Linked DNA regions of Danio rerio: all the other regions are linked to region 1. The links are chromatin contacts, called in public Hi-C and Micro-C maps. All regions are on one chromosome and are shown on one strand. The core of a region is the stretch at or near the end of the contact, and the rest is flanking DNA. Distances in the headings are between cores, read along the strand shown. Region 1 holds the start of meis1b (Meis homeobox 1 b). Region 2 has its middle 49 kb from the start of etaa1b. Region 3 overlaps LOC141377113 (a long non-coding RNA gene). Region 4 holds the start of etaa1b (ETAA1 activator of ATR kinase b).

Region 1 (7,252 bases), core at 2,220-4,719:
AGGCGCACATGATCAAGCATACAGGTCACTGCAAGCCTTTGCATATGACAAAATATGCAATATTTTTCTTTTAGATCTCGTGTATTAGTGTACACTAATGCAGATTCAGTTGTCCTGCAGTGTATTTCTTAAGGAAAGTATGTTGAAATCAAAACAATGTCAAGCTAAATAAAATAACAAAATAGTGCACTTTCAGAAAAGCACAATGCGAAATTATATAAAAAACACAGACTTATAAAATATATATGTAAATATTCAATCTAAATATGACTATAAATAAGCGTAAAATAAACAATCTTAACTGTCAACACAGCGCATTATTTGGTTTATTTAAAATGCTTCAACAACAACAACCAAAAGTTAAGAGCCCAAATACTCCAACTTTAACTACACCTGTAATATATGTAATTTGGCATTTTTAAATCTTCTCACAAGTTGTAGCCTACTTAAAATATCTGGACGCAGAACACGTTCACGTAGCCTCGAATAGGCCTATTTATGAACTATTAAAAGTTTTCTTTTATGCGAGAGTTTTGTAATCACGGTACATTTATAAAGCTGTCGAGGTGATGAATTTAATTTCCCCGCAATAGTAAATACTGTTTATCTCGTGTTATTTTAATTGTAGTAATTGTTGAAAAACGTCTCTGCTGCACTTGGATTGGAAAACGCAAGTAAAGTCAAATAAATAAATAGCTTACCGATTAGGAGATTTTGTATATTCACACACTGCGCATTTTGCAAACACTTGAAACACACTAAGAGCATTATAACCAGGCAGTGGCAAGATCAAGAAAAAAGTTATAGCCTGCTGTTTTATCCCAGCGCGTCTTACCCATTCCCGATAGTCTTGTAAGTTTCAGGCAGTTGTCAGTAGTGGAGAAGGCAGGGTTCACTGCTGACTGGCCCCTGGTCGCGGATTGCTGCGGGGGGATATAAAGGATGACCTCCGTTTGACTTCTGAACCACAGCGGCATGTTGCTTTCAATAGCGACTTAGAGAGAGAAAGATTCAAATGAATAACAAATATTGAGGCAGAATGGGAACATTCTTGCATTAAACATCTAGATGGCATCACGCGTTCTTGTTTTTTTTAGATTAAAGCTAAATTTTGTGTCTGGTAGATGAAACTGCCGAATTGTCGGGATGACACTAATACAAAAAATATATATTGTATATGGTACTTCATACTCTAACTTATATGTACAACATACTAGCTGTTCCTAGCTATATAATTTGGTGTATTTATATCTAAATATTAAATTAATTTGCTCAAATTAAGCCAAATTCAAACACTTTGAAATAAACTCAACCTCTTTGCGTAAAGTTGTACAATTTTTCTCAGTGATGCATATGCTCCATCTTTTTCAGTTTATAATGCATCAGTCGCACTCAGTTCAATTCACTCGGTTAAATTTCGGACTTGTTTTTAGACTTTCTTTTTGATTTTACGTTCAATGATTCACATCTCTTTCTTAGCCCAAATTATCCTAAATGATGGCATTAACTCGGTGATGCGTGGTGCAATCTGCTGACCCTCACTAAAAGGCAACCTAAACAGTGAAAGTCCATGCCCTCATTGTGCTCTATAGCGTCCTTTTATAGATGCTAATTGAAGGAACTTAATTACTTTATAATGCTATTCTGGTTCTGTGACAGCAGTTAAGCGTTTGGGTAAGCACAGCTTTCATGTCATCCCGTTTGCTTCTCACATAATTGAGACAAACGCAAAACTATTGTTAAGACTACAAACATCAATAAAACAAATAAGTTTACTCAATGTACATCCAATTCATTATATGTTGTTACGTACATAATTAGGTGAAATTGTTAGACATATTTAATGAACAGTAATTAAGATAAACTAAAACTATATATTTGTTTGGAGACGTTCTTAAGATAAACAGTGCAACTACTTACCGACAAACGCGTGCGTGTTTATCTGTGGTTCTAGTCGTATATCTGTAATATATCTGTTGCATGAATCCTTCTTTCATTTGTGTTTAAGTCCACATCAGATCCGTCGCCCGCGCAGCGCGCACCCTTGGTTTGCCGAGCGCTTTGGGGATTTGATAGTAATTTCATGCCTGTAAATGTGCGCGCCGGATCCTGTCGCTGCTCTTCTGCGGGAAACGGGGGTCGTGTGATGCTCACGGCAGCTGATAAGACACTGTTGCTCGCATTAATCGCTTCTGATCGATGACAGATGCTCCTCTGACAAACTTCATACACCTTGTCACCGGGTCAGTTGTATTGGCCACAATGGAGCGCTTCAGACTACATCAATCAGTTTTTGTTTAAAGCCTCTTATAGCATTTTATGGAAGATGTAATATTCATAAAACAACCATCTCGATTTATTTAGGGGCTTGTACTTTAAATGTAACTCAGCACAAGTGACCTCTCCAAAATGTTAACGTAAAAGGTCGTACACACTAGCATTAAAATGCATGGTAAAAGTTGTATCCACTAGTTTAATTATAAATATTGATAGAGAGGCACAAACTAAACATTGCAAATTGCACATGTATATACACAAATAAGAATATTAAAACAAACATTTACTTTTATATCTTGAAAAAAATAATTGTGTCAGTGGCTACAATGTGTGTTAGATAGAGAATGACTGTGCTAGAGAGTGAGCATTAGAATAGACAAAACAGAATATGGAGACTACATTTTCCCTCCAGATTACAATATTTTCATTCCACCCTTTCTTCATTTATGGAAGCATATCAACCGATAAATTAATGATTGATCATTCTTTGCACCAATAGATGGCTTGATTCACTGTAACACACTTTCATTGGACACTGCACCAAACTCCTAAGATCCTACAGTAAGTGGATGAGCCCATTCACAAATGGCGGGGGTGTTTCGGCTGAGAGCGCGGCACATCACCGCTGAAGTACAGCGTATGCTGTTCCCGAGTAATGATGTTTGCGTGAAATGTGAAGTATATAGACATGTTGTGAAAACAATATTTCGTGTTATTAGTGCAGAACATCCCATTTGCAAGGGCTTTCGCGTAAAAGTACACACATAACGTATGGGGAAACTTAATTACGCACCTTAAAAAGGGTATCCAAGTTTCTCTACTATTGTAAATAGTTTAGCGTTCTCCATTTCGGATACCCATATCAGAGCTTATAATAAACATAAGCGATGTTGAGAATGGGTCCACGCTCCCTTTGTTATCATTATGTTTTTATGTAATGATTTATAAAGGTTAGACTACTATTGTATGCATTGGCGTGCATTACGCACGCATTGCTATCCAAGGGAAACAACCAAAAGCACAACGCGGTCTCTGCGTGTTATTCCTCGGTTCGTGCTGAATCGTGGAAGTGGTCTGCGCTTTTCTGCGTCCCACACATTTCACCCCCCTGCTTTAGCAGGAACTTGATGTAGCCCATCGCATTGTGCAAGACGCGACCTGTTATGGCCACCACTACTTCCGGGTTTCAGCAGTCTGGTCCAGATTCAGCTGCTGAGCCGCGTTCAACACACACTCATTGTACACAAACGGGGAAAGGCAGCTCGCAGCATCGATCGTGGCTCCTTTAAGAAAAACTAAGCCAGAATTATCAGCCCACCTCCTCTTGATCTCATTTAGAAGCTATTGCATAAAAAATCAACTCAGGAGCCGAGAGTGATCAAAGAAACGAGAGAGAGCTTCATTTTTGTGCATTTGAGTAGTATTCTCGTTAGGGGTGCTAACCAGTGGAAGCGCGCGGAGGATCATCATTCATTCAGCACTTTGACAAGCTCGCGTTTGATTGATTGACAGCCGGAGTGGCAAAAAGCCATGAGATGCGTTAGTTTTGTCTGAGGGGCTATTTTCATACAGCTTTGGAAAAGAAGATTTTGCTCGATCCTTGTCGCTGTCCAGGGGAAAGAACGCGAAGGGGACCTATCGCTGAACGCGTCTGGCTGAACTTGCGGTGAAGGACTGGCTTCACATCGCTCGCTCGAAACAGGCATTTGGATTTTTTGGGCAAAACATATCCCACATTTGGAATTTGCGTGTTTATTTCCCATTCACCCTGGCCTCATAGGGGATATATTTTTGACTAAAGGAAGACGAGGGAGTGTGGAGGGCGATGGCGCAGAGGGTACGTATCCCGAAAAGTTTCTTCGACTCCGTATTGTTGAATGCAGTTGGAAATACTGAAACGTGGCCGATGACAGCCTCGCAGTCAAACTTTCTCTTCCTTTGACTTCTAGTTTTCACATTCAACTTTACATCGCTCACTTTCATGCACCCCTTTGTGTATAGTGTTTTGTGTGTGTGTGTATGTGTGTGTGTGTGTGTGTGTGTGTATGTCAATTTAGGGGGAAAATGATACTCTCTAATTAAGTTTGACAGGGAGCATTCCTAATTTTATAAACTATTGCCAGTTTTTACAGTACGCGTTTATTTAATCTTTTCATAAAGCAGAAACATTTAAAATAAAAATTAAACTAGCTGTTTGAACAAGTCAGCTCTATTAATAAAAGTTATTATAATGCTTGTTATGATAACATACTATGCAGGAATATTAATAGGACGCAAAATTTATTTAGCCGTATTATTTTTCAATTTTGTGTAATAACAATACTTTCAAACAGCATTAGAGTGAAACTCTTGTGCGCTTCGACTTGTAAAGTTGACATTTACTAGTTGGCGACTTCTTTGCATTTGTAATCAAAAGTAAACAATCACAAAGTAGATTTCATCGCAACCCTCCGACCTTTTGCTTTTGATGGTAAAACTATAACAGCACCCTGCTGTCCTGCTAACACCTCTGTATATTTAGAAGGCAGATGTAATGTTTTCATCATCAGACTTTCTAAACAGTGTAATAAAACTTAAAATAACGACCATGATTAAGTATTAAAGTGTCACTGATACATTATTCGAAATAAATTAATCAAATATTTCATTTAAAAGCCACGGATGAACAATGTAAATTTGAATTTAATTAAACTAATTCTAAAAGTAGCCTGCTACGTGTGATTATATTTTAAAATGCGTAAAATAAGTATAGTTTGACAACAATATAATCAACAATAAATTACACAGTTATTACATGCTTACTACATTACCTATAACTTAAGTTTGAACTGTGGAAATAAAAATGAAAATAATAGGGACACAACTATGTTGTGCTACTCGTCATGTTTTGTGATGATCACAATAAAGCATTATTCCATATGCCGGACACTGTTTTCTAAATCTCCCTGTTTCAGTCTAATTTAAAAAAATAACATGCTAGTTTTTTGTTGCAATAAATAGCATGTTTGCACGTAGTGTTACAACCACAAAACACCGCTTACATATTTAGTTAACACCAAAACAAAGTGTTTTCATTTCGCAAAAGTCGTAGTTTTTTTCCCTGGGAACATCTAAAGTAGACCCAGTTTATATTTTCTTTCAGTGTATATTTTATGCATTCTGTAAGTGGAAAAAAAAAGTGACAACCTGGGAATATTGCCATTCGTGTGTGTGCAGTACGAAGATATACCCCACTATGGGATGGACGGAGTAGGAATCCCGAGCACGATGTACGGGGACCCGCACGCCGCCAGATCCATGCAGGCTGTTCACCTGAATCACGGGCCCCAGCTCCACTCCCACCAGTACCCGCACACAGCCCACACCAACGCCATGCCGCCCAGCATGGGCTCATCCGTCAATGACGCTCTAAAAAGAGATAAAGACTCCATTTACGGGTACGTGTAGATAGCCAAGACATATATTTTATGATGAAGTTTGCCAATAACACATTATTGGACTCGTAATAGTTTGTGAAAACTCGAGGCGCCATTACTGTTTAATCTAAGTTTTTGTTTTGTTTTAAATATTTTTTGTTCTTCTTGTTTAGATTAGTTAATCATTTAAAATGTTTGCTTTGTCCGTTTTGTCTCTATATGTTGATAAATAGGTTGTATATATTTTTTGTTGTTGATGATTTTCAAAATTCAAGCTATTTAGTAGTTTACTACTATAATATTTTGTTTGCTAAGTATTGTATTTTTTATAAAACATCGTTTCTCATGAAACATCCATATGTGTGTTACATTTACAACTTTTTAACAACACTTAACACCTAGTTATTTGAGACATAAAAAACACATTTAGACAGCTAAGTGATTCTTAAGAAAATTAAAATGAACACTGAACTACAAGGACTATTTTACAAATGCTCGAATTAAAAATGTATAAATATATCTGGATGTGCGGTGTAACTCCAAATGCGCATAACATACAAAAGCTGCTGCACACAGCGCTGTGTATAAACGCTGTTGCCGTTGAAAACAGCGATTATACGCAGTAACAAGCTATAGAACTTCCTCTCATTCATTATGGATTAGATGCGTCCCTTAACATTTACACGAGATCTAGGTCCACTATTTGAACCATGGTTAAATTGCACGCTTGGCCTAGACTCAACTTGAGCATTTTAGGTGCTCTGACCTTGTAGTCCGCAGTTCATATTGACCGCTGTCTTTGATAATACGTTTAGGAATTCAAGTTGCAAGTGATTTGATACAGTGTACGCACAAGTAACAAGCTTGTTATAATTAATGTCACAACTAAATTATCAACACGAGCATATACGTGTAAACAAGCAATTGCTATCAACGTGGCGCAAGGGTACGCAAGTGTTTTTTTTTTTTTTTGTTTACTGACATAAATCATATTTAGTTTATGAAATCTTAACTTTTCAATTACAAATCAGATTGCAGTAAAGGTTTCAGAACTGACCCCTTTTACAATTAGAATGAGTTGTGAAGTGTTATTAAAAGTTATGTTAATCCAGAGTTTCCCTCAAACTGACCTCTATACTCTTTTATTCCAGGCACCCCTTGTTCCCTCTTCTAGCACTGATTTTTGAGAAATGTGAATTAGCCACTTGCACACCTAGAGAACCCGGTGTTGCTGGGGGCGATGTGTGTTCATCAGAGTCTTTCAATGAGGATATAGCAGTGTTTGCAAAACAGGTCAGAAACTGATTTATTCCGCAAAAAGTTTTTGCACATTTTTACTGTTGCGTTTACATACTCTTTGTAACTGGAAATCTTTATAGCCTACATGTGTTAAAAAAACAATGTTTGAGCAACGCATTTAAATAGATTTTGTGTTTTTTTTAAGAACTATTTTTTTTTCTCACAATTTTTAATTATTTACATGCATATCGTCTCAGATTCGAGCAGAAAAGCCGCTATTTTCGTCAAATCCTGAGCTGGATAATTTGGTGAGTGTATTA
Region 2 (7,252 bases), core at 1,691-4,190, 360 kb after region 1:
ATCAGGACAATCCCCCATAAGCCTTTGGTACCCGGTGACAGAGTGTTCGTGCGAGGGTGTGAAGGATGACCAGGATGTGTCTTCTTTGTGGAAATCCTTCCAATACCAGCGGTCTAAGACCGAGAGTCAACAAGACTTATTCCAAAAGCCCCACAGTATTAATAGTGTGGCATTAATAAATCATACAGCCAAGCGGCTTTTTATCTCAACCGCTACTCTGCCTCAAATGGGGGTTTTAAGCTCATAGCTATGACTTGGGAAAAAAAAGAAGTCAAGAGAGAAAAAGAGCTAATGCACGGCAGATGCACCAAAGCAAAAGGTCACCAATTAACTGAAACATTCTGATTTGGTGCTGGTTCCATATGGATTTATTATAAATTAAATAATTATTAAAGCAAACGCATATTGAGCAAAGCACAGAAAACAACAACAGATATAGTAAATGTCATAACACATACAGTTGAAGTCGGAATTATTATCCCCCTTTTGAATTTTTATTTCTTTTTTTTAAATATTTCCCAAATTATGTTTAACAGATGAAGGAAATTTTCACAGTATGTCTGATAATGTTTTTTCTTCTGGAGGAAGTCTTATTTGTTTTATTTCAGCTAGAATAAAAGCAGTTTTTAATTTTTTAAACACCATTTTTAAGACAAAATTATTAGCGCCTTTAGGCAAAGTTTTGTTTCGATAGTCTACAGAACAAACCATCGTTATACAATAACTTGCCTAATTGCCCTAACCTGCCTAGTTAACCTAATTAACCTAGTTAAGCCTTTAAATGTCACTTTAAGCTGTATAGAAGTGTCTTTAAAATATCTAGTCAAATATTATTTACTGGCAAAGATAAAATAAATCAGTTATTAGAAATAAGTTGTTAAAACTATTATGATTAGAAATGTGTAAAAAACAATCTTCTCTCCGTTAAACAGAAATTGGGGAAAAAATAAACAGGGGGCTTTAACTGTACATAGAAGTGACACAACACAAGACCACACTCATTATAATCAATAGAGCTAATCTAAAAACAACTGAAGTCTTAAATTGTGATTTATTTTCACTTTAAAAACACTCTGGTGACTAAAGTGTGAGTTGTGATCATTTACATTTAAAAAATGCAGCTAAATTGAACAATTTTATCTACTTTAAGTACTACTTAGAACCTATTGACCTCATTCTTGATGTACGAGGGGGCGCAGCTATTGGAAACTTTTTGGCTTGAGACTTCCGGTCTGTGTTAAAAATGTCTCGTTCTGCTGCGTCATGCTTTGAACTGATATATATATATATATATATATATATATATATATATATATATATATATATATATATATATATATATATATAACCACTCCAAAGAACAGCTGAAGAATCATTACAGGTTCTTTATTGGTTTTAAAATAGGTTCTTCTAAGATTATGAGTTAAAGAACTCACTTTTTGTAGAGTAGACCAATTCTGGCAACAAATCTATCAACTTGACTTCTTGAAATGGAATAATGCTGATATAAATCTGTTGCTGATGATGTCAAACAGATATTTATTACTACAGTTTATAAATATTTTTTTATGAAGTCAGTTTATAATTTGTTTATTTTCCATAACATTCAATATAAGACTAAGAGTCACCTGTTAGATTAACAGGCCTTGAAAATATTCACACGGGGAATTCTGCAGCACAGAGATCGACTCTGATGTTTTCGAATCAATAGACTGTGAAAAGAGGAACTGTTTAATCAGCGATGGATGAGGTCACAGATGTGGAATGCATATTCTCCAATCGATCGTTCGTGTGAACAATAAACATTTTGAGAAAGATAATTCACCCATTATCTTCAAAGATATCAGCAATAGCTGTTTGTTTAACCTTTGAAAGGCCCTTGCTGTTGTTTCTCTTTGCTGTTCAGAGGTGAAACTCAAAACCCAGCTAGAGCCTGTTTATACCTGGTCGTCAGAGCAACTCCAAAACACAGAACTCCATGAATGAAATTCCAACATATCATCAATCTTCCTTGACAAAAGAGGGATTGTTGTGGTGTAACGAGCAGGGGAGGATGAATGTATGTGTGTGTGAGTGAGTGTGTGTGATGTGTGTGCTCACATAGGCGTAATACAACATGCCCATGGTCTTTAAGCCAATCCTTGTTTCTACAGTTGTCACTATCTAACCGCAGCCACTGTGAACGCCTCACCACTAATAATGCCCTGCGTATCAAAAGATAAAACAGCTAATGTAGAGTTACTCAAGCAGGGTGCCCCGGGGAAAGATGTAGTTTCTAATTGGTTCCAGAAGAGTCGTCTGCAAATTGACCCTCCTGCCCACATGGCTAATCCACCGAGTTGTTAAGCAGGACCAGTTGTGCGTACTTTACGTAGGAACGAGAGATATCAGCTATCAGAAAATGCAGCTCAAAACACCTCCCCTCGTTTTGCATTTATAAATGTTAATGAGGCTTTGCAGGAAGTGGGCCGGCTGTCATCATAACCCTCTGCATCCTAAAACCCAAATTTGTAGTCTGGTTTACATTTGTACTCTTGTGTTCATTCAATGTGTTCGGGTTCAAAGCGGAGCCCGCAGAAAGGTATCGTTTCAGCATGAAAGAAAACTTCACGAAGCGAAACAGGCACTTTCTGCCGTGCCTCATTTGTGGTGAAAATAAATAACCTCCGTCAAATAAGCCATGGAGCACTCATGCCGATAACTCCAACTAACAAGAAGACAAAAGAAGCGAGTACCACCGAATCTCTAGATTGCGTAACGTGGTATGGCGACACACGAGTAAAACCTGTTCAAACTTTGGGTTTCCTGCCAATAGTGTCTAATGGAGTCAATAACAGCTCTTAATGACACCTGTTGATGGACAGGCGCACTGTGAGAGTGTGAGGTGAGGGAGGTAGACAATGCCGCCCTCTCCGCCCTCTCTCTGATGTTGTGTGTGTTCAGGCGAGCCGCTTCCTTATCTGTCAACCTGCTGTAATTTAGGCTCTGATCACAGCCCCAACCTGCCGGACCTGTTGAGGAGTCACGCACACGGAAGAGACGCAAGACATCATCACTCACCTCCCTGACCCCACCGACAAAGCGCTATGCTGTTTCAAGGACTCTTCCCATTCAATTGCACTTAACACACTCTTTAGTGCCTTCCACTCGCTTCTCGGCAGACGATCGGATGTCTCGAAAACAGAGGGCTCTGATTCCCTCGCCTGGCTTCCTCTCATTTACCCTAAGCAATATGTAACCGTTTCCTTATTTTCTCCAGTGGGATGGCCGTGACAGTAAATCTCTATTACTAATATTCTTCCATATGGTAGCATGAAAATTTGATGGTGGAGCGCCCGAGGCTGCAGCTGAGATGCGGTCGGGCAAATGTAGCATCGTGCAAGCCAGGCCAGGAGGGGCTTCGTCGGCTACATCTGCTCTGGGACACTGAGGTGTAATCAGAGAAAGCCAGGCCCCAGAGCTCGGCTGCCACTTTTATCGGATCCTAGCTCGGAAAATGAGAGGGATCCATCATGGCGAATGTGTTGACAGCGTGTGTGTTTGGGTGTGTGCGAGCGTACGGCTTTGTGATCATATGTTCCCCAGCTTACGGCACATACGCTTGGCTGAAAGTCCAATTCTCTGAATTGAAGAGGGTTAGAGTTTTGTGTCCAAAAACACAAGTATTTTGCGTTATGTCTCAGCTATTTCTTGAAATCTCAACATTCGTTTCCTCTTTGCATTTCATAACCAGAACTGACAAGTAACCCGAGGATGTCATTAGCCATTAACGCTAAAGGTTCCCGAATGGGACAAAATAAGGTTCACACTGTATTGACAGTACATTCTAATTGCTTGCTGGTAACACTTTTATCTCGAAGGTACAAGTGGAACAGCTTGCCAAATTCGAGACGACTGTGCCACCCCGAGGCTCTTATTGAAATGGTGTGAAGCCACAGGAAAACCAGTTGGTCTGATCTGATAAAGAGCTACATAATGTGCCTCACTGGAGTTCCCTGTGGAGAATAATGCATGTATATACTCTATACCAGTGGACTTTTTTTTAACAAAGAACCACCTCAGAAAAAAATTGCCTCTCCAAGTACCACTATAACAACTAGCATTGAAATACAGTAGTGTAGTTGTGCTAGTTAAGCAGCTACAGATCTGCACAGCTCAAAAATTAGACAAATTAATTCCTTTTATTAAGAATATGTGTAACTGTCAGCCACTTTGAACATTATAAATGATTTTAACATTAACTGTGCTTGCAGGTAAAAATAAATAATGTTTAAATTAGAATGTGCTTTTTTGCACATTGATTAAAATGGCACTGTTCTCAAAAAGTAATAAGAAAATGTGTACAAGTTGTAGTTTTAATGTATAGTAGCCAGTAGGCCTATGTGTGTCCGAAAAGTGAGTTATTAAATCAATACAGTGCTTAACCAATTCTTACGTGTGGCATTACCGGGATTTGGTGCGAATGAGATCACATCTTAAGTGAACCGTAAAGTTCGCTATATACCGACCGTTGTTTTTAAGCAGACTCGGCCCGGCTACAGACTGGTGTCATCGTGGCTTCAGGGAACTGATCACATCAGTGTTATCATACGCGTCAAAGGCTTAAAAGTGTGTTCATTTCAGTCTTTTATTATTCAGCAATTCCTCTGTGTACCACTAGAAGGAAGCCCGAGTACCACTAGTGGTATGTGTACCACAGTTTGAGAACCACTGCTCTATACAGATCCACATGACTCAAAGGAGCTTTGGTAGCCTGGAATATACAGTTTAGACCTTAAAAGTGTATGTGATCATACACTGCTATATGTTTACCACGTACAAGTGACAAAACAATGCCACATTATTATAGAACCTGTACCATAGGGTTGGTTGGATAGCATTGGCAAGGCATCCAGGTTCAATACTTCCTAGTCTCATGCAAGTTAAGCAACTGTCATTGAGATTCCTGGAAATGCTGGATCACTCTCTCAGAGTAATATGTGTTCACTCCAGTGTATCACAGGTAGCAAAGAATTCTGGCCCAGATTTGGCATGAATCTGGCACAGCAGGCATTCATCCAGCACCGGTATACAGCATGTGGGCCAAGCATGACCCTGGTTTGGCAGAGGTGGCACCATCTTTAAGGAGGCATAAAATACTTAGGCAAGATGTAAAATGTAGTATTTGGCCCAGATGTCAATAATTGATATGGGAGGCATGTACGTTTGGCCTGTCTTGACCCACATTTAAAATACATTTTTATTATTTCCAAATAAAGAAAAATTCAGGCGACACAGTGGCGCAGTAGGTTGTGCTGTCGCCTCACAGCAAGAAGGTCGCTGGGTTGCTGGTTTTATCCTCGGCTCAGTTGGCATTTCTGTGTGGAGTTTGCATGTTCTCCCTGCATTCGCGTGGGTTTTCTCCGGGTGCTCCGGTTTCCCCCACAGTCCAAAGACATTTTCAAGAAATTGTCTGTAGTGTATGAGTGTGTGTGTGAATGTGTGTGGATGTTTCCCAGAGATGGGTTGCGGCTGGAAGGGAATCTGCTGCATAAAAACTTGCTGGATAAGTTGACTGTTCATTCCGCTGTGGTGACCCCGGATTTATAAAGGGACTAAGCCGACAAGAAAATGAATGAATGAATGAATGAATGAATGAATGAATGAAAGAAAAATTCAACCAATCAGGTCGCTTCAAGAAAAAGCACGCCCACAGCATCCTTATGCGCAATGATTCATGAATTTATCGATTTCATTGCAGTTGTGACACACCAACATATCTGGCCTAGTCAGGCTCAGTTATGGGTTATTAACTTGACTGAGACTTGGCCCAGATATGGTCCTTGTTTGGCCCTTGTCTGGAAGCCAGACTTGGTCCAGTCATGTACTGTAATTTACTGTGGCATGTGGTCCAAGAAAAAGCTAACTGTGTGGGCCAGAGAGATGTTGCTATGTTGGATACTTCTGTTAAACACCCTATAATAAAACAATATATTAGCAAAAACAAATCACAGGTGTGAAACCTCTAACTCAAGCCAGTCCTTATTGGGTAACACAGGGAATGCAGAAGGAGGTGGGAGGTGATATACACACGCATGCACCTCTACATGAAAGATGCATGCAATTAAATGTGAAGTGGCACCGCAGGCCGCCTCTAGCCAACTCAATCCATCATAGGAAACTTTATCAGATAGTGTTCGTCGTAGCATCCACCCCCCTCAAAGCTGCAATGTTAACCTTCCATTCCAGACTGCGCCTTGGCTGGGCCTGCAGACTAACCACTATAACCTGATACCCAAACTACAACTCTTGCACCGATTCCGTCTTGTGCAAAACATTATGCGTTTGGCTGCGAGTCTTGTTTTTCCTTCCTCAAGACATTACCTCAGCTTTTCTGCAACCCGTTCCACTTAATCGCAGGAAGGATGGCTCCCTGCTAGTGTTTCATGAAATATGCCATTTTTATTAGTATGCAAATGAGAATGCAAACACTTTGCGTCATTTGGATGTCATGCATGTTTGTTTATTATTCATTCATTCATTTTCCTTCGGCTTAGTCCCTTATTAATCATGGGTCGCTTCCAATTTTAGTTTATTCAACTCATCTATAGCACATGTCTTTGGACTGTGGGAGAAACCAGAGCTCCCGGAGAAAACCCACGTGAACATGGGGAGAACATGCAAACTCCACACATAAATGTCAACTGACCCAGCCACCTCGAACCAGTGACATTCTTGCTGTGAGGTGACAGTCCTAACCACTTAGCTACCATGCTGCCCTGTTTGTGTATTAGTCACTCTAAATAAATGAAAATCTGTTTATGATGCAAAGTTATGAGGATTTCCGTGGTTTTGTCATGTTTGGTGTTTCTGAGTGACAGTGCCCTCTAGCCTTCGGACGAGACACTCCAACTCACAACATTACTTCCCTGACGAGATGTGCATGACAAAACCACATATGAGTGCCGACTACCATTAAATACGTTTACATGGATGCCAATGCGATTTTAATATGATTAAGGATTACTCTGGTTGAGAGTTTACCATGTAGACACTGATTTTGATTACCTTAATCCGACTAAACTCATAATCGAACTTAACAGAAATCGTATTCCTATTTTAGTCGCATTAATGAAGACATGTAAACACCTTAATCAAACTATTACATTTTTGTAGCACTTTTCGTTACATATTTCACTACAGTTGTCAGGCGTTTGACGACAAACAAATGAGAATGGCTTCAGTAGAGAGCTTATTTTGGGGTGCGAGCGGG
Region 3 (7,252 bases), core at 2,364-4,863, 330 kb after region 1:
TATAATTTTTAGTATTTGCTATTGAATTTAATAAATTACAAACAAGTGATTAATTCTTTACAGTAACAGTACTTGATTACAGTACAATACTGCAAATTTCTAATATGCATTAAGTTACTGTAAACGTTTTAAAAAGACCCACAATGCAGAGCATATTACAGTAGTGAACTGTAAAGAATGTATGTTGTATTTTAATGGCTGTTTTTGCAGTAAATAACTGTAAAATTGCAGCAAAGTCTAACAGTGTAGAAAATCCACAATTGAATGGTTTACACATCTGTTATGCCTAGAAAGGGCTGTTCTTGTTATTGTTGTCGATTGTAGGTTATGCCATGAAGATATGTCTAACACACAACATCCAGCGGAGCGGGGGCACCGAGGGCTGCAGTTGTCATCAAGCTAAATGAACTGTGAATACTTTCACAGTGCGTGTCATTAGCAGCTTAGATTTGTTTCAACAAGGCTTACCTGAGGGCTCTATTCATTGGCCCCCAGGTATGAACGGGCTAATGCAGACTCTAAAGCGCAGCCTTCTCTCCTTCACAGGCTGAAAGAAGCCTCATGGTTTCTCCATTACGAGAGCATTCCTGCGCAAACAGGCCGCTCAGTCGATCGCACAGAGAATATGCTCAATCTACTCATTTCATTTGTTTTCTCAGTGTGTTCTTTAATAACAGCTGCATGTTTAGGCTATACGCTCAAAAATATATATTTAGGCCTTAAAATTGGATTTATGTATTCTGATTGCATAAACAATTTCCATCCATTTGCCTTACATACTGATAACATGACTGAAATAATAAACTGTATGACTGATATTTGGGTCACACTTTACAATTAGGTTTTATTAGTTGATATATTTACTAAATATGATCAATACTTGTTATATTACTTACATCAACACTTAATAATGCGTTATTAACATCCAAATTCATGCTTATTAACGTCAGTAAATGCACCCTGAGTAAACATAAGCATATATATATATATATATATATATATATATATATATATATATATATATATATATATATATATATATATATAAGCAATATCACACGAGTAGCAGTGCAAAATGGCTGTATATAGGCACATGGTGGGAGGCGTGCCTTAGTGCCCCCACCAGTGCCGATATACAGCCATATCGCACTGCTACGAGTGTGATATTGCTGTAGGAGTTCTGATATTGCAGAATACCGCACAGCTATCAGCCATTCAGATTTGAGAACCAGACAGAACTGTTGTATGTATGTATATATATATATATATATATATATATATATATATATATATATATATAGTTGAAGTCAGAATTATTAGCCCCCCTAAAATATTCACCCCCTATTTATTTTTTCCTCAATTTCTGTTTAACAGAGAGATGTTGTTCAACACATTTCTAATCATAATAGTTTTAATAACTAATTTCTAATAACTGATATATTTTATCTTTGCCATGATGACAGTAAATATTATTTGACTAGATATTTCTTAAGACAATTTTATACGGCTTAAAGTGACATTTAAAGGCTTAACTAGGTTAATTAGGTTACCCATGCAGGTTAGGGTAATTAGGCAAGTTTTATTAAAGCCTATAATATCTAAATAAAACTGAAATTTGATAATAAAATAATTTGTTGAAATTTTATATAAAAATAATCAAAATTGATGAAAATGATATTCATTTATATATTTAAAGAAAAAACGAGCAATAAATGATTTTGTGATTTTTGCTAAAATCATCCCGGCATCTAATTTATGAAATTAATCTCCTATGGATCTAAATACTATCTGGATCTAAATATTATCTGAAGTGCAGAATCACAACTGTTTTTAGGGGCAATGACCCATTGGGCAGGGGTATTTCTCGCCCTCATCTGGAATTTTTGGGGCTTTGTTGTAATTTTTTTGCTGACATTTCTTGCCTCAAGTGTCCCATTAAGTTCCTACCCTGTTTGATAATCCTATTTTTTGGTAATTTATTATATTTTGTTTGGTTTTTAAGTTGTTATTTTAGTACTTAAACCTAACAAAAAAAAAAAAAAAGTTTACTTAGCTACTAATTTAAAATGAGTTCAAGTTTGACAAATATGTTTATCTTATTTAAAATGTATTTTACCTTGAAAAAATGTATTATTTATTATTGTGTTTTATTTCTTTATAGTTTTTTATTTTTACTTTTTTATGGACTTTAAAATGACCAATTGGATATGGGTTTTGTTTTCTTTTATTCTGAAGCTGCTATTTTCACACTTTAACTTAAAAAAAAATGCTTACTTGGCTACTAATTTATTTTACCCTAAAAACATTTTATTTATGAATTATTTTTGATTTTTGATGAACTTTGTTGATGATAACCTTGCATGTCACATGCTGTTTCACTTAAGAAGCCATGATGAATCCTTTGATTCGAACACCCCTATATAGCCACCATATTTATTTAAAAACCATTGGTGGGAAATTACAAATATTTGACATTGGCTGACATTTCTCAGAGTTTGTTCTTACAGCAAATATTATCTGAAGCTCAGAGTCAGCTGTTTTTCAGGAGCAATGATCCATTAAGCAGGTTTTTCTTGCCCTAATCTGGAATTTTCAGGGCTTTGTTGTGGTTATTTTGCTGACTTTTCTTGCCCCAAGCCCCCGATTGAGTTCCTACCCTGTTTGATACACAATTATATTTGTTTTGTTTTGTTTTATTCCGTTTTGTTTTGTTTTGTTTTGTTTTGGTTTGGTTGGTTTGTTTTGGTTCGGTTCCGTTGGTTTAGTTTGGTTTGGTTTGTTTGTTTTTTTGTTTTGTTTTGTTTTGTTTTGTTTTTGTTTCGGTTTGGTTTTGTTTGTTTTGTTTCAGTTTGTTTTGTTTTGTTTCAGTTTGTTTTGTTTCATTTCGTTTTGTTCCATTTTAAGCCCCCCATTAAGTTCCTACCCTGTTTGATAAACAGTTATACTTGTTTTGTTTCATTTAGTTTGTTTTGTTTTGCTTCCTTTAATTTATTTTATTTTTTGTTTTAGTTTATTTGGGTTTTTAGGTTTGCTATTTTTGTACTTAAACTTACTTTTAAGTTTAAGTTGAGTTTAAGTTTAATATAAATTTGTTTATCTTATTTAAATATTCTTTTTGATGGACTTTGTTTACAATAACCGTGTATGTCATACAGTTTCACTTCAGAAGACTTAAATAAATAGCGCACAAAAAGTCATATGTATTCACGCTGAATCCTTTCATTTGATGACACCCTTATACAGTCGCCATATTTATTTAAAAACCATTGGTGGAATATGACAAATATTTGGCATTGGCTGACATTTCTCTGAGTTTCTTTTAGCAAATGCGCATGTTCCTGCAGATGGTCCTGCATGACTCATTGCTCCTCTAAACTGTAGCCTTTGCTTGCTAGCTTTTTTGTTTTGTTTTTCTTTCCGCCTTTATCAGACTCCTCATCAAGATATTCCCCTATCTAACTCTATTAGGCTTGCTGATAAGAACCCACAAAACCGAAGCCTTTTTTCCCCCTCTATAACATTTTCTCCTCTGTCCAACAAATAACCCTGTCACTGCATTCCTGAAACCTACATCTGCCAACACCTTCTCGCTACAATGGCTTCAGTATTTTTTTTTTCGTTCTTTCTTTTTTTGGCATGCCATCATATGGCGGCGTGGGTCGTAATGGTGTGCTGACAGGTTTAGGGTGAGGTAATTTTTTTTTTATACTCCAGATCAGCCCCTGAGGAACCGCGCAGCCCCGTGGCCTTCAGCTTTTAATCAAACCGACTTATTATGAACTAATTGTTGATATAAACGTTTAACGGATTGGACAAATCGCTTTTCCTCTCAGCACATTGTCATTTCTTGACATTCTTTTCAATGCGGCACATTTGGTTTTGATTGCTTGAGCTGTGTGTGTGTGTGTGTGTGTGTGTGTGTGTGTGTGTGTGTGTGTGTGTGTGTGTGTGTGTGTGTGTGTGTGTGTGTGTGTGTGTGTGTGTGTGTGTGTGTGTGAGTTCTGTAATGATGCTAAAACACTGGCGGTGTGTGTGAATAAGGCTTGCTCATGCTGTGCAGTGCTTCAGTTCATTATGTGTTAGAAGACTGCATAAAGAAGTCTCTGATTGAAATCCCAGCTGTCCCGTACACACACACGCGCGCGCACACACACATACGATGGAAAATGCAGCAGAGCACAGGTCCGTGGGCTTCCCCTTTGCTCCTCTGCTTTCCTCTATGGTCCTGCTTCGCTCAGGTCAACTTGACCGCCCCGCCTGGACACAACGTCCTGTAAACTGAAAAAATAATGTTTGTTCAAACTACTTTTTTAAAATGAGCTGAAATGACACAATTCTTGAGTTTTTTTGGGACATGGGAAAAAGGATTTACAAAGAAATTTTCTTTTTATTAAACAACTGTATTTGTATTGCTTAAAAGTGATGTTTTGCATACTAATGAAGCATTTTTGCATAAGTAGATGGAGCTGATAGAGATGCAATGGCCTGATTGTCTAAAATTAACTTGAGCTCTGCAGCAAAACTTCCTGCGGGCACAGAATTTACAGTTGAGAATTCTTGTGCTTTTGCTATTGTACAGAGAATTTGTAGAAAAGGGGGATGTATGTATGTATGAAGTCAGGAAATGAAGCGGTTAGCACCCCTGAATGTAACTCATGCCAAGTAAATAAACAAAACTAATGATGGGCTCAAAATCTGTGGAATTCTGTGCGCGTAGATTCAGTGTGGGCCTACTTATAACCACATATATTCCCCCGGTTTCACAAACAAGGTTTAAGGCTAGTCAAGATTAAATTGCATGTTTGAGCTGTCTCAACTCAAAATAACTTGCGGGGAGATGTCTTAAAATATGTCAGTCTCATTTTTTTGTCTCCAGGTGCACACCAGTCATATATTTTTCTATGGTCATTTTATAAATGTGGCTTAAATAGCCTAAATCATCTAAGGCCTAGTCCTGGCTTGATCTAAGCGCTGTTTGTGAAACTGGGCCATAATGTGCTTAATAATTCTACTTTAATACTTTGTGAGTGGTGGATTATTCATTAATAAATTAAATATTTCATAATTTACAGACCATTTGTATTTAGTAGTAGTTGGAGGTTTTTAAGATCATTCAGAATGAGTTAGTAAATGAATAATAAACTTTTGAAATTAACGTTTATCTTATTATTCAGGCATATAGTAATGGTTACTATGTATGTTAATAAATGCTTTATGAACTCAACCTCATCCAGTTTTGTGACCTAAAGTGAGGGCTATTTGTGCTTTATAAATGACTTATAAATGAAAGGCTTGGTATAAAATTAACAATAATCTGTGTAATCTTATCTAAAAAGTAAAATGAAAGTTTAAACATTGGGCTGAATAACATTTATTGCTGAATAACAGGAGTTTCAAAATAGAACATAAAATTGGATAAAACAACATCAATGTAATCATTTAACAGGATGCAATGTTTAAACTGTACAGTAATATTATATTAGATAAGGTTGCAAAAGTGTATTTTTATTTGATACGGTTTTATTTGTGTATCTTCAAATGAATAGAAATGAATAATGTCATTTACAGTATGTTCTTTTTTCCTGTTTAGAATATAACTGAGCCTTTAATTGTCATTTATGAGGGATTTATAAAGCATAAATAGCCCTCACTTTAGATTAAGTCACAAAACAAGATGTAGTTGAGTTATTAAAGCATTATTCATTCATTCATTTTCTTGTCGGCTTAGTCCCTTTATTAATCCGGGGTCGCCACAGCAGAATGAACCGCCAACTTATCCAGCAAGTTTTTACGCAGCGAATGCCCTTCCAGCCGCAACCCATCTCTGGGAAACATCCACACACACATTCACTCACACACTCATACACTACGGACAATTTAGCCTACCCAATTCACCTGTACCGCATGTCATTGGACTGTGGGGAAAACCGGAGCACCCGGAGGAAACCCACGCGAAGGCAGGGAGAACATGCAAACTCCTTACAGAAACACCAACTGAGCCGAGGTTCGAACCAGCGACCTTCTTGCTGTGAGGCGACATCACTACCTACTGTGCCACTGCCTCGCCTAAAGCATTTATTAATATACAAATTAACTATTAATATATGCCTGAATAATAAGAATTCTAAATGTTCATTTGAATAGTTTATTAATCATTTAATAATTCATCTGAATGATCTTTAAAAAAACACCAAATGTGCTTAAATAAATAGTTGGTAAATAATGCAATACTTAATTTAGTAATGAAAAATAAATCATCAACAAAGTATGAAAGAAGAATTATTAAGCACATTATATATCTGGTTATAAGTAGGCCCACACGGAATCTGCGCGCGCAGAATTTCGCAGATTTCTGCCGATTTTTAGAACATCATTAATTCTGTTTATTTACTTGAGTAAATGTGTAAATCTAAATTTATTCAGTTTTTTTTCAGTAATTTATTACTATTTATTTCATATATTAAGGTTTTAGTTATGATACTCGTTGGATACTCCCAAAATAATTCCGTAGAAATCCGCAGATTTTTACCAAAATTCTCCGCAGAAATAGCAAAAAATGTCCGCAGATTCCGTCTGGCCCTAGTTATAAGTCAAGAATACAGCACTTTAACAGGTAATAAATTCATTATTTGCTAATGCTTAATAAATGGTTTAAAGTAAAGTGTTACCAAATATTTTGTTTAATCAACCTAAAATTGTAAAAACCATTGTTAACTTGATGATTTGTCACAAATCAGGGAAATGTGTGGAACCCAGCATTTTTTACACTGCGTACATTCAAAAAACGATGTTTGCTTTTTGTTTAAACTGTTGATTTAAAATGAGCTGAAACAACACTATTATTGAGGGTTTTTGGGGACAACTTAATTCATTCATTTTCTTGTCGGCTTAGTCCCTTTATTAATCCGGGGTCGCCACAGCGGAATGAACCGCCAACTTATCCAGCAATTTTTTACGCAGCGGATGCCCTTCCAGCCACAACCCATCTCTGGGAAACATCCACACATTCACACACACACACACACACACTCATACACTACGGACAATTTAGCCTACCCAATTCACCTGTACCGCATGTCTTTGGACTGTGGGGGAAACCGGAGCACCCAGAAACCCACACGAAGGCAGGAAAAACATGCCAACTCCACACAGAAACATCAACTGAGCCGAGGTTGGAACCAGCGACCCAGCGACCTTCTTGCTGTGAGGCGACAGCACTACCTACTGCGCCACTGCCTCGCCCACAACTTAA
Region 4 (7,252 bases), core at 2,576-5,075, 310 kb after region 1:
AAAAAAAAGGAAACTCAGCGTGACGCCTCATCTTCAGATTGAAAGTGACATATCTTTGCCCTTTACTTCCTCCTTAATATCCAGCTCTGTGAAATGCTAGCATTTTGTGCGACAGAGGGTGTTGTGGTGACTTTTAAACACGCCGCTGAGCGCCGCATGACAAACACCACACGATAGATAACGATGGCTCTATTTATTTTTATACACACATGCATACTTACTTATCGTTCTAGGGTGATTTGAATTTAACGTCCTTCATTTATGATGCTTGTCTCATTATAGTGTGTGTCGTCAGCTCTTAACAGACATCCCACTGTACAAAAATTCCCCCCATTCCAAAAAGAAATAGTAATAACAATTAATTTCTTTAATATGTAACAAAGTGACACTCAAACTGCTTGTTCAAACTAAATAAAACAAATTGAAGCAATGCAATTATTTCGTTTTTTTAGACAACTTAGTTGTTTTATGTTTAATCCACTTAAATTAATTAAACTTCCTCATCGGCTTTTCTGTAATCCCTGTTGTGTCATGTGCTCTTCCGTGCATGCCCCCCTTTCTTTTGTGGATACAAACAGCCTGTTAAAGGGAAATAACTTTAAAGTGTGTTTGTGTGTGGTGTTATCATTGAACTGGATTCATCATGCAGAACTTTGCTTCATCACTTACCTGCTTCACAATCAGTTGATGCTGTTTCGCTTGAATAAATACTTAAAAGTCTTAGGGTGCTTTCACAACTACAGTTTTGCCCAGTTAGCGCGGTTCGCTTGGCAAATGTGAAACCACCAATCGCTCTCGGATCCGCGCCAAATCAATCGCTCCGAGATCACTTGAAGGAGGTGGTCTCGGCTCGATTGAAACGAACTCTACAGCGGATCAATTGCAGTGAGAAAGCGATCCGATTCGAGTGCGGTTATATCACTGTGTTTTATGGATATGTAATAGGAATACAGCTATATGAAGAGAGAATTATGAGCAGGGCGGGAAGTTTCGCGAGTCTCCGGATGCCCACAAACGAGTGATTATCTCTCGGTAATCTCGCGTCTCCCTCCCGATCCTCAAATAGGCTACGTCGTGCACCCTCCTCACCCCTCCCCACCGCATCTCTTCTCACTCTTCAGACACGTCGCGCGCACCTTGTCAAACACCACCAAACCACCACCTCTCCTGAAAGCTGAGCGGGACTCTGCAAAATAAACCCTGACACTCTGACCAATGTGAGGAGAGTTTACTCGCACGTGACTTGTTTTAGCTCTTTTGGTCCGATTAGAAACTTTGCAGTGTGAAAGCGAACCGCTCCAAGAGCAAACAGCAACAATGTAACATTTGTAATCTCTGTTTCGGAACAACTGAATCGATTCACAGGTGTGAAAGCACCCTTAATCTCCATTGTCTTCCTTGTGAGGCCGTGACAGTATCTTAATCAATTTGTGTTGAGTTCACAGAGATTCATCTTTGGATTCATCTTCAATGCCTCCTCCTTCATCTTACCTCAGACATGCTCAATAATGTTTATGTCTGGTGAGTGGTCTGGCCAATCCTGGATGTAGGATTCTTTGCTTTCAGGAACTTTGATGTGGAGGTTGATGTATAAAAAGAAGAATTTGCCCTCTTCTGTGGTTTGCAATGTAATAGGTGGCCCAAATGTCTTGATACCCCAGGCTTTTGATGTTGACCTCTCGCAAGCCTCCATACTGCATGTAACCCCAAACCATGATTTTTTTCTTCACCAAACTTGACTGTTTTTTATGAGAATCTTCAGCCTGATCTCACGAGAAAACGTAAGTATTGTACGTTTTGCCAGTTTAGTGGCTAATTCGTACGAATTCGTACGAGTTCAGTCGTACGAAATGGTACGATTTTAAAAAGGAGGCGTGGCACCTGACCCCACCCCTAACCCCAACCGTCATTGGGGGATAAGCAAATCGTACTAAATTGTACGAATTAGATCGTACGAATTCATACGAATTAGCCACTAAATGAAAAAGTTACGAATTGCCGTGAGATTGTGTTGGAATCTTGGGTCCGTGCGGGCTCCAGTAGATCTACTGCAGTATTTGTGATGATTAGGATGCAGTTCAACGTAATTCTGTCACTTTTCCAAATATTTAACTAGTCAAGTTATTATTTGTTACTCTTACAACTGGGATCGACAACAAAACCTTTGTCAAATCATGTACAGTGGGCTAATATTTTAGCATTATTATCTTCTATGTATCATAATACAATGAACATTTAAAGCTAATTAACACTAATCATGTTGGACAATCACTAAATTCTGTTACTTTTAACATATGTTCTGTAACAAACAAACACCAAATAACAAAACTACAAAATCATAGACTAACAATATATGTATGTATTCTGCATTGCCATTTATATGCGCTCAATATCAGTCCCTTATTTTATAGAAGCCCAGACTAATGCCGGAACGTCCATGCTGAGTAATCTGACAAATCATTTTGCTACAGTGCATTAACAACAATGTAAGTGCAGCATCAGTAGCTACTAGCCCATGACACACTATTACAACAAGATCCCGTGCTTTCATAGAGGCCTTTTCATGTCCATTTATACCAGAGGAACATGTCTCAACTAAAGGTTTTTTATTTTGACTAGTGGTTCCTCTCAGCAGGTAGAGTTTGAGGAGTGTGTGTGTCAGCTGTGAGTACTGACAGCAGCGTCTGGCCCTCACACACACCACTCCAGCAGGGGAGCCCGACTGCAACCGTACAGCATTTCTAGATCAGCAGCACACTCAGTATGCAGCCTCCACAACATCACACACACACACAAACACACCACTTATAAAGAATACAGGCACCATCTAGTGCTTTCGGTCAGCAAAGACTTTTTTACGATGCATATTTAAAAGCATGCATAATGCTTTTAATGGTGTGATGCACCGATAATGTTTTTCGATGACCAATTCGATACCGATTTCTGATTTTAAAAAATAAATAAATAATTTCTCTTTTTTTTCTCTTTAAATATTTATGTGAGCAAAATGATTACATGCTTTAATTGTGACCCACACAAACCAGCAACGTACATTATATCGGTTAGTTGGTGATTTAACATAGTTAACATTAATGTCGAAAGTAGGAATCGTTGAAGAATAAAGATAATAATGGTTAAGGTCGAAGTTTGTTAAAATGACTGCATCTCATGCTTTTCCATGTGTATTTAGCCATTTCCAAGTAGCATGGATGTATGCTACTTCTACAAGGGTGTAAGCAACTAATCTGTAACTGCAAAAGTATATGAAGATCAAGTCATCCGCATATCCACCTTGCAACCCAAAATTAATATTTCAATCTATTTCTCAATGACTTTAGTCTATATTTTGTTGCATTTAAACAAAACAGTTTTATGAAATAGTTAAATACATTAAAATAAGTGTTTGGTGACCTAACATCTTTAGAAACAGAAAGATAATAAATGTACAGTTACAATTACAGTTTTATATGCATTTATGGTTCTCTCCTTGTTGAAAAAAGCTTGTCCTCTCCTTGTTGAAAAAAAAAGCTTGTTAACTGTTTTTTGAGGGGTTTTGGCCATTTCCAGCCAGCTATTGGCTGGTTATGCTGGAAAATAACCAGCTAAAACCAGCCGGACCCGCTCGGTTTTGGGAGGATATTTCTAACATTATTATATGTTTTAGAAAAACTCTATATTTCAGTATTGAATTCCGTGCATGGTCCATTTGTTTACATCACCATTAAGTTTACGATCGTGGTTAAAGCGCCCTGTGTTAATGCAAGGTCTCACGATATTTTGCGAGATGCCAACAACCAATCATGAACGCGTACTCACGTATACGTAAAAAAAGCAACATGGCGGCCACGTAGGAGACCACTCTTCTTTGAGTATACAAACGTTTTTTAAACGTAAAATTAATAAAACAAAGAGCTGTATAGCTAGACCAACCAAGATATGACTACTGGAGCGGTATTGTTCATATCAGTTAAAAGAAATCATGGCCGAGAACAGAAACATCGGCGTGCGACAAATAACAGACGCGAGAGAAAGTCGGAGCAGAACTTTTAAAGTTGCCCCGAAGAAAATGAAAACAAAGAGACACATGATCGGACTTAAACAGTCACAGTCTCCTTCTTGTTATAATTCGAACAACTGTCACAAAGGTAAATTTATTACAATTATAAGACGTGTGAAACCGCGTGACAAAGGTTGGAGAGTAGATACGTGTTTTGTATTGTATACTGTCATACAGTCCTATCATCAAAGTTAGAAATTGAGGTATGGTTGGTTTTATATTCGCACATTCCTTCATTTAAAGTCCCCCATATTATCTACTTCGCTAATTTAAATATAGGGTCTAAAATCACATGTAAATATGACTCAAAACAACATTAGCACTGTTTAATTGCCTGAATAAGGTTGTACTTTGATATTCATTGGCTGCTAATATGATTTCACTATTTAGAGTTTGCAAATAATACCTTTCTGAAATGATATTATTAAGGAGAAAGTCTGAATGTGCAAATATAGAGCCAACTTTTCCTCTATTAGTTCTGTAATATTTATATATAGAGAATTACAAGCCATTTTAAAGCTCTTCAGCCAAACAGAGGTAAAGTCGGTTTTATTATATTCGCCCATTTGAAATTTCTCCTCAATAATATAATCTCAAAAATTCCCAGAAGTATTCTTGTCAGGGAAATCATATTAGCAACCACTGACTATCAAAATATAACAGTCCCAACAAACACATCTATGCTGTAGCAATGTCTGTACATTGTTGCATTAATGTTGTCTGTTTTTTTTTTTCATTACTGCCTAGGATACAGGATAAGCAGTGATCATTTTCTAGTATTGTTTAATATTAAGTAGTTCATTTATTTTAAATAAAATAACTGCATATATAACCTTGGTGTAAAAATGCCAAACAAATGTAAATAATATATTTTTTTGTATTATACATTTCACATTTATTACATACAGTGCATCTAATTTTAAGCAAACAGTATAAAATGTTTAAATTATATAAACTAATTAACTATATATAATTAAACTAAAAGGGTAGGCTAAATTAAAATGTCAATTGAGAAGTAAAGTAAACAAGAAAACAAATTTAATTCAGACACTATGCATTGAAGCTCTTGACTGGAGAATACAGCAGACAGGGGAGCGCAGCCGCAGACCAGGCGTAGTTGTTGGTACCTAGAAAGCAGTCAGAGAAGGAAACAAATCCAACTGAGAATCCAGTGCAGAGATGGATCCACAGCAGCCACAACTCAAAATAGGCAGTGAACAAGAGAAGACAGATCAGAGCTTGACGCAACAGTACTACACAAATGACCGCTGATGACTTATCTAGCAAGAAGAAATGAAGCAATACTCGCGTCTTCTCGATCATTGTTGAATGAGATGCCGAACGGTCTGTTGAAGTTTAAACTGATTCCTTAATGACGAGTAAATGTTGTACAGTGGTCATCCATGCCACCTAAGCACAATCTAAAGCAACGGGCGTTTAATTGGCAACATTACGACACCGTTGTGACAACCTTCAGCAACAACGTAGATCCTCAGCCTTTTTACAAGGTTGGTACAACGTTGTGGGAAGGTTGCTATCTTGAGGCAACGTTGTGTGTTTGTTGGGATGTTCACAGTCAAATAGTTCTAATGTTGTTTTGAAGTCATACGTGTATGTAATTTCAGAACGAATATTCAAAGTAGCATGGTAAACAATATAGGGACCCTGTCAGAAGTTTTCACTGTTCAAAAGTGAGCATAATATTAAATTGCGAATATAAAATCAACTTTACCTCGATTTCAAATAATATTGTGGTTCGGACACCAATTGTGTCTCTTTTTAGCGTCGACATTGAATCATTTTCATGATACAAACTTCAATAACGTTATAATCTTAATTCTCAGATTTTACAACCCCAAAACGAAGACCAAGAGTCAGATTCAACGGTTCCTACGGTGGAGATTCGCCTAATGAGACTGAATCCCCGCAAGATATCATCTGGGATCCAAACTCACCCACGCAAGATTTGAATGGCAAGTACATTTATAACACTTCTGCTTGTTATGTGAATTGAACTGTATTGTTGCAGAGAATGCAGAGAAGTACACATGTAGTATTTGGGTTGAATAGTTTGAGAAAAAAAGCATACTTTTATTTTAAAATATGATTATTATTATTATTATTTGGCACTGTAACTATAACACTTTAAAATAACTTTGTTTTATATGTAAATGCATTATTTTAATATTAAATAAATCTGTGATTTGTGCATATTTATTATTCCTATTGTGATATAAGTGCATTAAAACTATATTGATTGAAATATTTAATAATTATATTTGATTATTGTATTGTTATTGTTCTTGTTTTATTATTATATTACAGATTTTGTTCACAAAGGCTCCAATTATTTAGTCAGAAATACAATAGAATTGTTTTTGTGTTGTTAGTTTAATCATTAAGTAAATTGACACCAACTGGTTTATTTGTAAATGATTTACATCATATAAATATATTAATGTGGTTAATATATTAATTAATGTGGTTTAGAGCTGTATTTTCTACTAACCAATTACTCTAATTTTAATCAGTGTCACAGAATTATTTGAAAATCACTCAGATATGCTGATTTTCTGTTCAAGAAGTGCTTCATTTTTATTATTGGTGTTTAAAAAGAGTTGTGCTGCTTGGTTTATTTAGTCACTGATTTATTGCCATTATAAAAAGTGGTAGTAAAGACATTTACATCTTGCAATTCATTCGACTTTTTGTACTTTTAAATTACTGTACACTTTTTTGTCTCACGTAAAATTCTACAATGTTTTGTGGCATAAACTGTATATGTGTTGTAAGCAGATTCCTTTTTAAAAATTATATTCAACTTCCTTTATTTAGTATATTAAATGTTTGACTTTTCACAGGACAAGGTGATGGGAGAGTCATTGAAATATCAGAGATTGTCAACAGAATTGCACCGACAGTAAGTTAGTCTATCTATCTATCTATCTATCTATCTATCTATCTATCTATCTATCTATCTATCTATCTATCTATCTATCTATCTATCTATCTATCTATCTATCTATCTATCTATCTATCTATCTATCTATCTATCTATCTATCTATCTATCTATCTATCTATCTATCTATCTATCTATTTATCTATCTAGTTAAAAAGTAGTATTTTGCTAAATATCTATTAAAATATGATGGATTGTCATCATGGTAAACACAAAATAAATTAGCTGTTAAACT

Evidence for each region. Hi-C and Micro-C count contacts between places; a contact is called where the count stands out from the background.
Region 2: a contact with region 1 is called in a Micro-C map of caudal fin, with 4 times the contacts expected there. The contact joins the enhancer-like site here to the promoter of meis1b in region 1. A contact is called at or near these places in 1 of 18 Hi-C or Micro-C datasets (caudal fin) and 2 of 4 datasets of contacts at active chromatin or transcription factors (caudal fin and embryo).
Region 3: a Hi-C map of an unstated tissue shows a contact between it and region 1, with 2.5 times the contacts expected there. The contact joins the enhancer-like site here to the promoter of meis1b in region 1. A contact is called at or near these places in 1 of 18 Hi-C or Micro-C datasets (an unstated tissue) and 1 of 4 datasets of contacts at active chromatin or transcription factors (caudal fin).
Region 4: a Hi-C map of hematopoietic stem cells shows a contact between it and region 1, with 1.6 times the contacts expected there. The contact joins the promoter of etaa1b here to the promoter of meis1b in region 1. A contact is called at or near these places in 2 of 18 Hi-C or Micro-C datasets (hematopoietic stem cells and an unstated tissue).

The regions. Positions count from the first base shown.
Region 1 is chr13:5,577,257-5,584,508 of GRCz12tu, reverse strand. It overlaps meis1b (Meis homeobox 1 b), which reads left to right and starts at 3,469. Exons shown (of 13, transcript NM_131893.2): 1 at 3,469-4,114; 2 at 5,494-5,714; 3 at 6,845-6,986; 4 at 7,190-7,240. The coding sequence starts at 4,103.
Region 2 is chr13:5,216,384-5,223,635 of GRCz12tu, reverse strand. It overlaps a transcript of meis1b not described here. Among named protein-coding and RNA genes, the nearest start is that of etaa1b, 49 kb to the left of the region's middle. Within about 2 kb of position 2,940, at least 11 of the 62 cell types and tissues checked have an H3K27ac peak or open chromatin away from gene starts, as enhancers often do. A contact at or near this core is called in caudal fin, where this site is marked.
Region 3 is chr13:5,245,097-5,252,348 of GRCz12tu, reverse strand. It overlaps LOC141377113 (a long non-coding RNA gene), which reads right to left. Exons shown (of 3, transcript XR_012389120.1): 3 at 3,017-4,278. It also overlaps a transcript of meis1b not described here. Among named protein-coding and RNA genes, the nearest start is that of etaa1b, 20 kb to the left of the region's middle. Within about 2 kb of position 3,613, at least 8 of the 62 cell types and tissues checked have an H3K27ac peak or open chromatin away from gene starts, as enhancers often do. A contact at or near this core is called in caudal fin, where this site is marked.
Region 4 is chr13:5,265,179-5,272,430 of GRCz12tu, reverse strand. It overlaps etaa1b (ETAA1 activator of ATR kinase b), which reads left to right and starts at 3,825. Exons shown (of 8, transcript XR_012389101.1): 1 at 3,825-4,145; 2 at 5,902-6,030; 3 at 6,919-6,977. It also overlaps a transcript of meis1b not described here.